Linked DNA regions of Mus musculus: region 1 is linked to region 2. A link is a contact called in public HiChIP or PLAC-seq data. All regions are on one chromosome and are shown on one strand. Each heading gives the region's core, a stretch centred on a gene start, on an enhancer-like site or on the middle of the called end of the contact. The rest is flanking DNA. Distances are from core to core; before and after follow the strand shown. Region 1 holds the start of Zfp113 (zinc finger protein 113). Region 2 holds the start of Adap1 (ArfGAP with dual PH domains 1).

Evidence for each region. HiChIP or PLAC-seq counts read pairs in DNA pulled down with a chosen protein or histone mark.
Region 1: a FOXA1 HiChIP or PLAC-seq map of pancreatic cancer cells shows a contact between it and region 2. The contact joins the promoter of Zfp113 here to the promoter of Adap1 in region 2.

Annotation. Positions count from the first base shown.
Region 1 is chr5:138,150,953-138,157,005 of GRCm38.p6, reverse strand. Zfp113 (zinc finger protein 113) reads left to right here and starts at 1,262. Exons shown (of 5, transcript NM_019747.4): 1 at 1,262-1,376; 2 at 4,037-4,161; 3 at 5,710-5,801. The coding sequence starts at 4,107.
Region 2 is chr5:139,321,655-139,327,662 of GRCm38.p6, reverse strand. Adap1 (ArfGAP with dual PH domains 1) reads left to right here and starts at 2,199. Exons shown (of 11, transcript NM_172723.4): 1 at 2,199-2,382. The coding sequence starts at 2,301.

The sequences.
Region 1 (6,053 bases), core at 13-2,512, 1.2 Mb after region 2:
TGATGGCTTCATCTGACCTATATCTGAATCAGGTGTGTGTGTATGTGTGTGTGTATGCAGGAGAAAAACACTCATTAAAATACTAAATCTTCAAATAAATATTAAATCTATTAAAATAATTTTTTGTCTTGCTTTTTTTGAGACAGGGTTTCTCTATGTAGCCCTGGCTGTCTGGAACTCACTCTGTGACCAGCCTGGCCTCGAACTCAGAAATCTACCTGCCTCTGTCTCCCAAGTGCTGGGATTAAAGGCGTGCACCACCACTGCCTGGTTAAAATAAATCTTTTAAAAACTGAGTGCTGAGTGCTTTAAAAAAAAACCCATGGTGCTATTTTGGATATAATATCATTAGCACCAACATAAATTCCAAATTTTAAAAATATAACTATTATACTTATCAAGCAGTGGAGAAATCATGTTAAAAAGGTAATCCTTTTTTCTACTATAAGAAGTTTTGAAATAAAATATTTTCTTAATTAGTGAGAATGTTCAAAATAATTAAAGAAAAATTGATGAGTAAAAAAAAAAAAACAAAAAAACAAAAAAAAAAAAAAAACAAAAACGGGGGCTGGAGACATGGCTCAGTGGTTAAGAGCACTGACTGCTCTTCCGGAGGTCCTGTGTTCAAATCCCAGCAACCACATGGTGGCTCAAAACCATCTGTAACAAGACCTGACTCCCTCTTCTGGTATCTGAAGACAGCTACAGTGTACTTACATATAATAAATAAAATAAATCTTAAAAAAAAAAAAACCAGAAAAACAAAACAAAAACCAAAACCCATGGTGCACTTTTATTTATTTATTTTTTTGTTTGTTTGTTTTGTTTTGTATCATAGGCCAGGCTGGCCTCACAGAGATCTGCCTGACTGTGCTTCCCCAGCGCTGGGATTAAAGGCGTGCGCCATCACGACCAGCCAATGGTGCACATTTATATTAAAGGATTCTTCAAGTTTCATATATTTGCTATGGAGGTGATGGTGTACTCTCTCTCTTGCTATGGAGGTGATGGTGTACTCTCTCTCTCAGAGCCACTAGAACTTGTGCCCTGAATTTCCTGGACCTCCAACTTCTTCAGCTTACGCATCGTCCCTTCCCAACCTGGCCAGCAAGTGGCGCAGTCTGGTGCCCTTGTTTCCCAGCACCATCGAGAACAGCACCATCAGCGTACCATCGAGAGATGAAGACCTCCCATTTTCCTAGAGAGAGCAAGTGGGCATTTGTTGTCCTGGGTGGTGAGAAAGGACGACCCGGAAACGATATGGGGAGGGGCAGTTTCCGTTCTTTGTTCTGTTCTCCGTTGTGTGGGTCTGTAACAGGGTCCAACAGGACCTGTTTCGTGTCCGGCCCCCTAAGTCTTACGTCCCTGTCCCCAGGGTGAGTGGGGCCATCTCCCGGACTCGCGGTGAGGTGGAAGTTGTGGTCTCCGGGGAAGGGGGTTGGTGTTCACACGTCCGCGGCCCGCCGGGGTTCTGGGCCCACCTTCCTCCTGCAGTCGCTGTCCAGCTCCGCAACCCTAGCTGCAGGCGCGCAGCGTGATCCCGGGTGTCGCGTAATGGGACTCCGGGTCTGCTTTTGTGTCTCTTACCGTCCCCAGCCCCAGTGTTTAAAATTCCTAGCGTCGCTACGGAGGTCTCCCTCTCTTTAAAACAACTGATGACAGATTGCCACCCTAACTTGGTACTCTCAGCACACCGATTTCTGTGTGAGGGCAGGAGAAGGAAGTTTTTCCTTAATTGGATCGGAAAACCAGACAGTAGTTCTGGGTCGCAGTGAGAACTAGGGCTTGGGAGGAGGTGCGAACTCGGGTCCTCCGTAACCTCACCAAGATCTCATGTCCTATGGCTATGAATAGGGTTTTTTTGTTTTGTTTTTTGTTTTTTTTTTTAAGCTTACTGACTGATACCTTTTCGTGGACATGCTGGGGCCGGCTCCCTGCAGAAGTGGCCGAGTATGTCCAGTGCATTAGCTGGCTAAAACATTGAGAACCTAGTTGAACACAGAGAACCTTAGTCCATTTCAGCTCTCTTAGGGTGTACTGAAAAGACAGTATGTGATGGTCTTTGCTGGTAGTTCCTAGCACATTCCTTTACCCTCCGTACTTCTTAAGTACCTATATTAGACATAAACTGAACCCGATTTCCCCATTTTGACCCCTTAATCATACAGAACTGGTAGAACCTAAAACAGAAATTCTCAACCTTCCTCATGCTATGACCTTTTAATGCAGTTTCTCATGTGATGACCCCCAACCGTAAAGTTATTATTGTCACTACTTCATAACCGTATTTTTTTTGCTACTGATAAGAACAGTAATGTAAATATCTGTGTTTTCCAATAGTCTTAGGTAACCCCTGTGAAAGAGTCATTCAACTTTCAAAGGGGTCACGACCTACAAGTTTGAGAAACAATGACCTAATGTGAATTTCCAGGAATTAGCCAAATTGGCTTGCTCACATCTAATCCCAGCACAGAGGCAAATGAAGCAAGGCCAACTTGTCCTATACAGTGAATTCCAAGCTAGTCTGGGCTATAGCCTGATTCTTACCCAATAAAGAAAGACCAAACCAAACAAACAAAAACCTCAGAACTGCACAAAAGGTGCTAAGTTTCCAGTCATCGCTACCTTAATCCTATAGTGAGTTACTCCAAAGAAAGAGGAAAGGATCCAGGAGGCGAAGCCTCTCTTGACCTGTGCTTACAGCCAGGTGGTCTTTAATCCCAGCACTCGGGAGGCAGAGGCAGGCAGATTTCTGAGTTCGAGGCCATCCTGGTCTACAAAGTGAGTTCCAGGACGGCCAGGGCTATACAGAGAAACCCTGTCTCCAAAAAACCAAAAAAAACCCCAAATCAACAGGGCAAGAGAAAGGCCCTGCCCACACCTGGATGGTTTTACTCTGTAGTTTGTTGTTTTCGAGACAGCTCTCTCTCCCCGTAGCCCTGGCTGTCCTTGAACTCTCTATGCACACTAGGCAGGCTTTAAACTCTGATCTGTCTACTTCTCTGCCTAAGTGCTGGGATCGAAGGCGTGCATCATCATGCCCAGCTTTTAAGCTGTGTGTGTGCATGCCTGTTTCTCTGAGGTAGAGACTAAGTTGGCACCATCCTGTCTCAGCCTCGTAGGTGATAGAATTTCAGGCCTGTGCCACCTATGCCAAGTGGTTCACCTTTTTTGTTGTTGTTTCAAGACAATTTTTCTCTGTAGCCCTGGCTGTCCTGGAACCTCTGTAGACCAGGGTGGCCTCCAACTTACTGCCTGCCTCTGCCTCCCGAGTGCTGAGGTTAAAGGTGTGCAGCACTACCACCCAGCAAAATATTTTAACGGTATACTTTTTTAAAAATTTATTTATTTTTTAAAATTTTAAATGTATAGGTGAATTGCCTGCATGTATGTCTGTCCACCACTTGCATGCTGTGCCTGGTGCCTGAGAGGCCAGACGAGGATATCATGTGGTTGCTGGGAATGAAACTTTGTTCCTCTGGAAGTACAGCCAGTACTCTAAACCACTGAGCCATGTCTCCAGTCCTTTTGCATAACCTTTTTGTTGTTGTTGTTTGTTGTTTTTTCCAGATGTTGTAAGTTGCAATGTAGGTGCTAGGAATTGAACCTGGGTCTCCAGGAAGGGCACCAAGTATTCTTAACCACTGAGACACCCATCCCTTGAGTCCCAAGGCAAAGTTTCTTATAACATAGGTTGGCTTTGAACTGATCCTCCTGCCCACCTCCCTAGTACTGGGATTACAGGTGTAAGACATCATACTGGGCTCTGGGTCAGTCATTTCATTCTGTGGAGTGATAGCCACCTCATTGTTAACACATTTTACTCAAAATGTTGTGTGGGTGGTGAAAATTTGGAAGTCTGGATTTCTTGTATGGTTTCGTCTTATTACCGGGAGGAAGTGCCATTATTCACGGGGATCTAAAATAGTAGTCTCATGTGTTTCCTCTCGCTGATCCTGGGTATGGAAGTGCAGGGCCCTCTTTATGAAATCAGGAGGCATTTTTAAAACTCAGTTTTGATCTCTTGCTTCTGCAGTCCTTCAAAACCTGCTGCTTGCTGAGTCTACAGCTAGCCGACCAGTGACCAGAGCATTTCCCCCTCGCCCATGGAAACCCAGGCAGACCATGCATCTCAGGCACCTCTGCCCCTGTTAGAGAGCGGTAAGGCATGGGACTGGGCTCGGGGGCATTCTCATCTCTTCCCGTTGTTTACTTGTTTGTGTTTTGTTTTCCTTTGAGCCAGGGTCTCACTTTGTTGCCATGGCTGGCCAGAGACTCATTATGTACACTAGGATGATCTGAATGTCAAAGAGATCTGCCTGCTGTGTTTCCTGAGTGCTAGGATTAAAGGTGTGGGCCAGCACACTTGGTTTGCTTGTTTGAGTTTTGAGACAGAGGCTCACTATATAGCCCAGGCTGGCCTTGAATTTTCTAGGTCCTTGACTTGTGCCTGGAGTGTTAGGCTTAAACTGATGCGTTTTATTACATTTTCATACTTTTTTTTTTTTTAGCATTAAAAGGTTGTGGGGTTGGAGTGATGGCTTGCTGGGTAAAAGGTCTTGCCACAGAAGCTTGAGGGCATGAGCTTGCATCCCCAGAACCTACATTAAAGTCGGACATTTAGTAAGAATGTCATCCGAGCATTCCTGTGGGGAGATGGGAGCTACAGATAGGAGGATTCTCAGAAGTTCATAGGCCAGCTAGCATGGAATACATAGCAGGAAACCCACAAAGATCTCCTGTCTCAAATAAAGTAGAAGGCAAGGACTGACACCCGAGATTGTCCTCTGACCTCCACATGGCATGTATGCATCCACACTCACACAGAGAAAAAAATTCCCCAAACATTAGAGAGTTTTGTGGGAGATAGGACTTACTAGGTATGGGACCCAGGGCCATACATGAGCTAGGTGTTAAGCTCTTAGCTCTGAGCTACAGCCTCAGGGTTCAATTGTAATGTCTGTGGATCCTATGTTTCCTAGGAAAAAGCTCTTAAAGCCCCTTTCATTTTTCTTTTTTCTTTTTTTTTTTTTTTTTTTTCGTTTCTTCTTTTGAGACAGGGCTTCTCTGTGTAGCCCTGGCTGTCCTGGAACTCACTTTGTAGATCAGGCTGCCCTTGAACTCAGAAATCCGCCTGCCTCTGCCTCCCAAGTGCTGGGATTAAAGGCGCTCGCCACCACGGCCCGGCTCTTAGAGTCCTTTTCATCAGATCTGGTTATATGTAGTGGGTTAGACCCTAAGAGACAAACACCAAACTTATGGCTGATGAAGGAAGATGTGTGATCAAGTTCAGAGCTAGGAACTATTTCTGTTGTATAGATAAAAATTGGTCTGCAGATGAAAACAGAGGTGTGGGTGTTGTGTGTTCTGTCAGAGCCTGAGGGAAGCTGCTCACGTTTCTTTGCTTAAGAATCCCATAAAAGACTTTGCAGTGATGGAAGGGAAATGACAATATAACTGGTTCCTGGCCCAGGGTGAAGAAAGGGCATGAATAGTCACAGGAGCCGTTAGTTGGAGTTCAGTGGTAGAACACTTGCTTGCATGCACAAAGCTGTGGGTTTGATCCCTAGACCCACCAAGAATTTAAAAAAAGAAAACAATATGGCACTCATGAAAGGAAAGACTGGGTGGTTTGGTGGATTTTTGAGACATGTGACCATGGGTCCGAAAGCAGGTAGATTGATTCCTAGCCCTGGTATTGTCCTTCAGCTCTTTCTTCTTCAAAAGTCCCTTCCTTTCCTGACAAGGACAGTCTGGGGGACAAGATGTTGGCTGCTGCGCTTCTAAAGGCCAAGTCTCAGGTAAGTCATGGTTCCCTTCATTCTTTTCCTTTTCCTTTTGATGTCTCATTCAGTGCCCTAAATTCTAATTCTGTCCATCTAGACTACAGATCTGGGGGCACTGAGATGATGTAGTGCATAAAGGTGTCTGCTGCCATCCTGCGAATCGGAGTTCAATCCCTAGTAGCCACATGTTAGAGAAAACTGGCTCTCAGATTGGCCTGTAACCTCCATGTGTGTACAGTAATAGCCCTTCCCCAAATAAATACATGT
Region 2 (6,008 bases), core at 950-3,449:
CTGGGTCGCACGATGGGACTTCTGGGTCCTTGCACAATTCCTTACTCAGGGTTTCACAGCACAAGCAGGCAGTGGAGAGGGGAGGCAGGGGGCTGTCACTGGTCCTTAGAGACCAGCTACTAGGCTGGAGTGGCCATCCTGACTTTCAACAGCTCTGGGCTCAGTTCCCAGCCTCTGAGCCTCTGGTGGCAGCTGCTTGAAGACCTACTGTGTGTAAGTTCCTGCACTCACTGGGTGCTGCAGGAGGCACTCAGCCGTCTGAGGCACTTCCTACCCAGTGTGGCCATATGCTCTGAGGAGGCAGACGCCTGGCCTCTGGTTAGATGCCCAACCCAGGCCTGGGAAGTGCTAGGGTATTGGGGCTGGGGTCTACAGCCGAGACCTGGACAGCAGAGGAGAGGACTGGAAGGGCAGAGAAGAGGAAAGCTCAGATGGGTGAATCATCTTTGCTGGCAGCAACACAGGCCTGAGACGGCAGGGTGCAGGCTCAGGCCTTGCTGCCTTTGAGCTGTCCTTGATAGGCCTCGGTCTGGCCCCAGGAAGGAGCTTCCTCACTGACAATTTGTTCTCTTTAGGGAGATGGGGTCTGTGTCTCTTTGTCTCTCGGGTTTGCTGTCACTCTAGTTCTGTCATGCATACGTGTGCCTCAGTTTCCCTGACTATAAAATGGGGGTTGAATAAGAAAGCATAGGTGGCACTCCATGCTTGTTATTTGAGCACTCAAGAGACGGTGGCAGGATTGCTGCAAGTCTGAGACTGACTGGATTACTAGAGACCTGGGACACAACTACTACCATTAGTCTATTTTTGTCTTGATTCTGTATTTTTGTTGCTTGTTTGTTTGTTTGTTTTTAAAGACTGGGTCTCGTATAGTCCAGGTTGTTCTCCTCATACTAGATGTGTAGCTGAGGATGGCCTTGAACAGCGGATCCTCCTGCCTCGACCTCCTGGGCACTGAGAGTAGAGGCATCCGTCAGTACTCCTAGGTTCTGTGGTGCCGAGGACACAATACGCAGCTCGGTGAATGCTGGGTAAGCTCTCTATCCATTGAACCACTTCCCCAGCCCCCAGCAGTCTGCATTTTGCTTCATTCTCCAAGCTCCTGCTGTGTGCCAGGTCTGGAGCCAGGCTCCAGTAGGCTTCAGGAGAAAAACATTAGATCCGTTAAACAACAAGCCTACAGCGCCACCGGCCTCAAGACCTCCAAAATGTGCATTGGGGCAGGTTGCATGTTCTGTCTCCTGATCCCAAAACAAGTTCTGCAATGGCATGACAGCCAGGTCAGGAGGGACAGATGCCCCTGGCAAGACAACAGCCTCAGCAGAGGGCCACCAGGTGGAGTCGGCCAGGATTGCAAACGTTCATGACATCAAAGTAGACACTCAGAAAGACAATGTGCAGTAAAGCAGCATGACATACGTGGTGGGACAAAACGGACCCTTCCTCCCCAGGAAGCAAGAGAGAGCATAACGAAGAGGCTAGGGTCCCAACAACCTAACTTCCTCCCAGTAGCCCTGACCACACTATAGCATCACCGTGGGGACTGTGCCCTTAACCCAGGGGCCTTTGCGGGGCAGGGAACACTGTGGGGCCAAATCATAGAGCAACCAACACCCTGGCTGTGACATATTAGCAGGAGTAGACTCTCAGGAGGCTTTGGAGATGGCTTTCATTTCTCAGTTGGGTGTGGCCATTGGCTTCTAAATGGCTACTATTGCGTTTATAATGGAGAAAATGGAATTTGAAAAGAAATGCTAGGGCCAGTTAAAGAAGCAGACACCCGGCTCTGGGAGGGAGCGGGCCAGAGATCAGGAAGGGTGTGGCCAGTTCTTGTCCTATCTCTTGGAGATGAGACTATAGACTTGGACACGTGTGAGGGTGGAGCCCTTCGATCCTTTTAGTACTGGAATTTGTCATTCATAGGTAGGGCTAGCCTGAGCTGCCCGCGACCTCAGCTTCAACCCAACAGGCACGCTTGCGTGTTGGGTGGCCCATCCTTCCGCAGCGCGGGTTCCCTGCGACCCCGCCCCAGGTGGACCCGTTGAGGCCGGGCTCTCCAAGAGGCCGCTCCCTGTCCGCGCCGCTGGGGGCCGCCCGCGGGCCGCGCCGTCCCGGGCGCGCCGTGCGTTACTCCCCGGTCCCCGCGCGCGCAGCTCCGCTCAGGGCGGCCCCGCGCGGCGACACGATCGGGGCCGGCGCGCGGGCTGAGCGGTGGCGATGGCGCAAGGCGGGCGGCGGGCGCGCGGCGCGGGGCCCTAGCGGGGCGGGCGTGCTCGGGACGGCGCGGTGGCCGCGCAGCCATGGCCGGGGAGCGGCGCCGGGCGCTGCTGGAGCTACTGACGCGGCCGGGGAACACGCGCTGCGCTGACTGCGGAGCCCCGGGTAGGTGCGGGACGGGCGGAGGCGCGGGGTGCGGCCGGGTGGACAGGACTGCGTGGGGGGCGCGGGGGATGGGGACGCGCCACGCGCTGGGTCCTGGCTGGGTTGGGGCGCGGCCCGGGTGCACCTGCCGGCGTCAGGGACTGGCAGTGGTGAGGCGCAGCATCCGGAGGGCACCTCGCGGGCTCCGTGCGACCTGTGCCGCCGACTCCCCTCCCCCGCCGGGCTGCGTGTCACGCTGTCACCCGCAGCCGCCTCCCCTCCCCAGCCTTGCGAAACCTTGGCGTCTCGGGGTATTAAAAAAAAAGAGGAAATCAGCAGGGGCGGTTGGCTTGCAAGGAAAGCGGCCAGTGAGCCCAGGGTGTCTGCCAGGGAGTATGGGGTCCACCTGGTTCCCAGCTACCTGGAGATGACGTCATGGCATCCCTGCCTGGGGCCACCGTCTTGTACAGACTCAAGGCTGGGGGAGGATGCAGAGCCTTGGGTGGCCCTGTGAGGACATTCTGGCCATGTGCCTTTGGCTCTCTCTACCTAGCTTCTCTGGGATCAGGACAGTCGGGGACAGGTGGGAGTCATAGACGCATATGTCAGACATCTTCCAGACTTTGTCCCTTGGTTGCTCCAGGTTTGGAAGGATTTGTAGGGGCCAGAACACAGGGGCTCAGGATTGGCTATGGAAAAAGGGCCGGGTTCTCTGACCAGCTGGCAGGCTCTGAGAGCTGGCCCTCCCAGGCCGATCCTATCTGGGTATGCAGGTGGGGACAGGGCATTTCAGGGATATCAGGGGGCCCTAGCATGAACCCCTCAGAACATACCAGGAATCAATTCCTTGGGGACTTAACTCTATCTCCCTGAGATGCAGGCGGAAAGCCTGCAGTCTGTAAATAGGACCTCCTTCCCATCTCTCCCCCACATCCCCGCCTCTGGGCTGAAGAGTGCCAGCCTGAGGCTGAGAATCTGCTAGCCAATAGTAAGTGCATGCCACCCCAGGGGCCCTGGTGTCCCTGGGAGGAGACATTGACCAAGCTTCAGTGGGAAGTAGGCAAGATGAAGTAGCCCTTTCCTGGTCTCTTGGGGCACCGCAGGGCCCTGACGGTGGTGCAGCGGGGTGGTGCCTCCCTGGTGCTATGTGGTACTGCTGCCAGCTGGCCTGGCTCAGTGGACTCTCCCCACCTCCCTCTCTCAGACCTGCCTTTCAACTTGTTTAGGAAAGCTGGCTATGCTGGAGTCCCCTGTAAGGAGGGCTGATGGGTTGCCCAGCTTCCAAGCCTGACTTGTGGGGGGGGGGCAGCAAACCCCACGAGAGAAGCTGGCCTAACCTCGTATTCCTTGGCCACCCAGCCAGAACAGCTTTTACTTTCCCTAGACCTCCTGGCCTGAGCAGGAGGAAGAAGGGGCTTCCAGAAGGCTCAATAGGAACCACCCTACACCATTCACCTATGTAATGTCCTAGCAGCCCTTTAGCCAGTCCCAGGCCACTGGCTGCCGCAGCTACTGCCCTCTTGGGGCCCAGCCCTTGCTGGCTGTAAGCCAAGCTGCCCATTTTCAGACTTGCCTTATAATAACAGCTTGTTTCTCCCCCTCCCCCACCTGCGAGGCAGATTAAGTATGAGGCTTGTTTCCATTTTATGAGCAGGGAAACTGAGGCCTCAACAGCTTGAACTCACTTGGGTGTCCACAGGCTGCCTGGGTTTCCTGATGCCCACTCGGGGCCCACACGCACTGTCTATACAAACCTCCCATTTTTGCCTAGCTCCTGGGCTCAGCCACAACGCCTGCCTCGTGACTCCGATGGCAGGTCCGCACAGGCCCCCGGTGCTTAGTAGGTAATTGGGTCTTCCTGTGTTCTGTGATGCTGTTCTGGAGTCTCCTGTCTTGTGGTGGCCTTGTTGAGGTGGGGAGACATGTGTGTTCCATGTGGTCCTCTGGATTGGCTCATGGGTGTTCTTGACCACTCCAGGGGGATCAAGGGTACCTTGGGGAATAATGACATCTTCTTAGACAGCAGAACATCATGGCAAGCCCAGGTCACCTCTGACCATCAAGGCTCCAGGGCAGCCTTGAGCAGTCTCACCCGGCTGTGGGAAAGCACCCAGTGAGCCTCACCCCAGTCTGTATCTTGACGTTGGGGTCCATCCATCACCCACCACAGATATTTTCTCACCCCAGGTATAGTGGGCTATTGACAGGGAGGACCCTTTTCCTGAAGACTCCATTGGAGTCTTTGTCCTGTCAAGGGCTGTGTATAACTCACCCTCAGCTATTGTGGGGTGCTGACAGGGCTTAGCTCATTCTCTTTCAAGACTCCATTGGTATCCCTGTCCTGCCAAAGGCTGTAGGAGAGGGAGGGTGTGTTGTGCGTCTCCCAAGCTGTCCGTGAAGGTGGCAGGTTCTCTCTGCAAGCATCTGGCCATTGGATGGCCTGGACGACTTTAGAATCACTCGTTCTTGCTTAGATGCTGGTGAAACCTGCACTCTCAGGAGCCCTGACCTGCAGCTCTGGAGGGCTAAGGGAGAGGAAGGAAGTGCTTGCTTCTAATTAGGCCCAGAGCTGCCGCTTGACACTGCCCCTGGGCTGCCGATCCAAGCTTCTTGAGGTCCCAGACAAAGGGAATGAACCTAGGGCCAGCAAGAGGTGAACTCAGACGCGGGTTCCTCATTACATTTGGAGGCTTTGGGGGAGCTCAGAAATGGCTCCTGGTCCAGCCCTCAGTACAAAAGGTTTCCAGAATAAGGTTCAGGTTAGGAGAGGGTCCCTCTGTATGTGTTTTAGAGAGGGAGAATCCAGGACTGAGATGTGGGTCTGGTGGACTACCCTGTGTCTAAAGCAGTGGCCCAGAGGTTCTCCCCCCACCCCTTTACCTGTTGTGTTGCAGATAGAATTCAGGGCCCGAGATATACTAGGCAGGAGCTCTACCATTACATCATACCTTTAGCTCCTCACTGGGGGATTCTAGGCAGGTGCTCTACCACTGAGCCACACCCCCAGCCCCTCACTGGGGGATTCTAGGCAGGGGCTCTACCACTGAGCCACACCCCAGCCCCTCACTGGGGGATTCTAGGCAGGGGATCTATCACTAACTTATATTTGTTTTTTTGTTGTTTTGTTTTTGTTTTTGTTTTTGAGACAGGGTTTCTCTGTATAGCTTTGGCTGTCCTGGAACTCACTCTGTAGACCAGACTGGCCTTGAACTCAAAAATCCGCCTGCCTCTGCCTCCCAAGTACTGGGATTAAAGGCATGCTCCACCACCGCCCGGCTAACTAACTTATATTTGTAACTCTTTCTTTAAACTTTATATTTTGAGACTGTCCTGTCCCGGCAACAAATTTGCTTTATAGCCTAGCTGTAATGTTCCTGGCTTGTTTTCCCAAGTAGGTGAGATTATAGGTATGCACCACCAAGCCTACTTGGTGTTTGTGTGTGTGTGTGTGTGTGTGTGTGTGTGTGTGTGTAGTGTGGTGTATATGTGTGAATATGGCTAAATATATATGTGTGTATATGTACAGACATACTATTCTATTTTTAATAACATATTTATTTCTATTTTATGAACATTGGTTGGTGTTTTGCCTGTGTTTGTGTCTGTGTCAGATTTCCTAGAACTGGAGAACTGGCATTTACAATTAT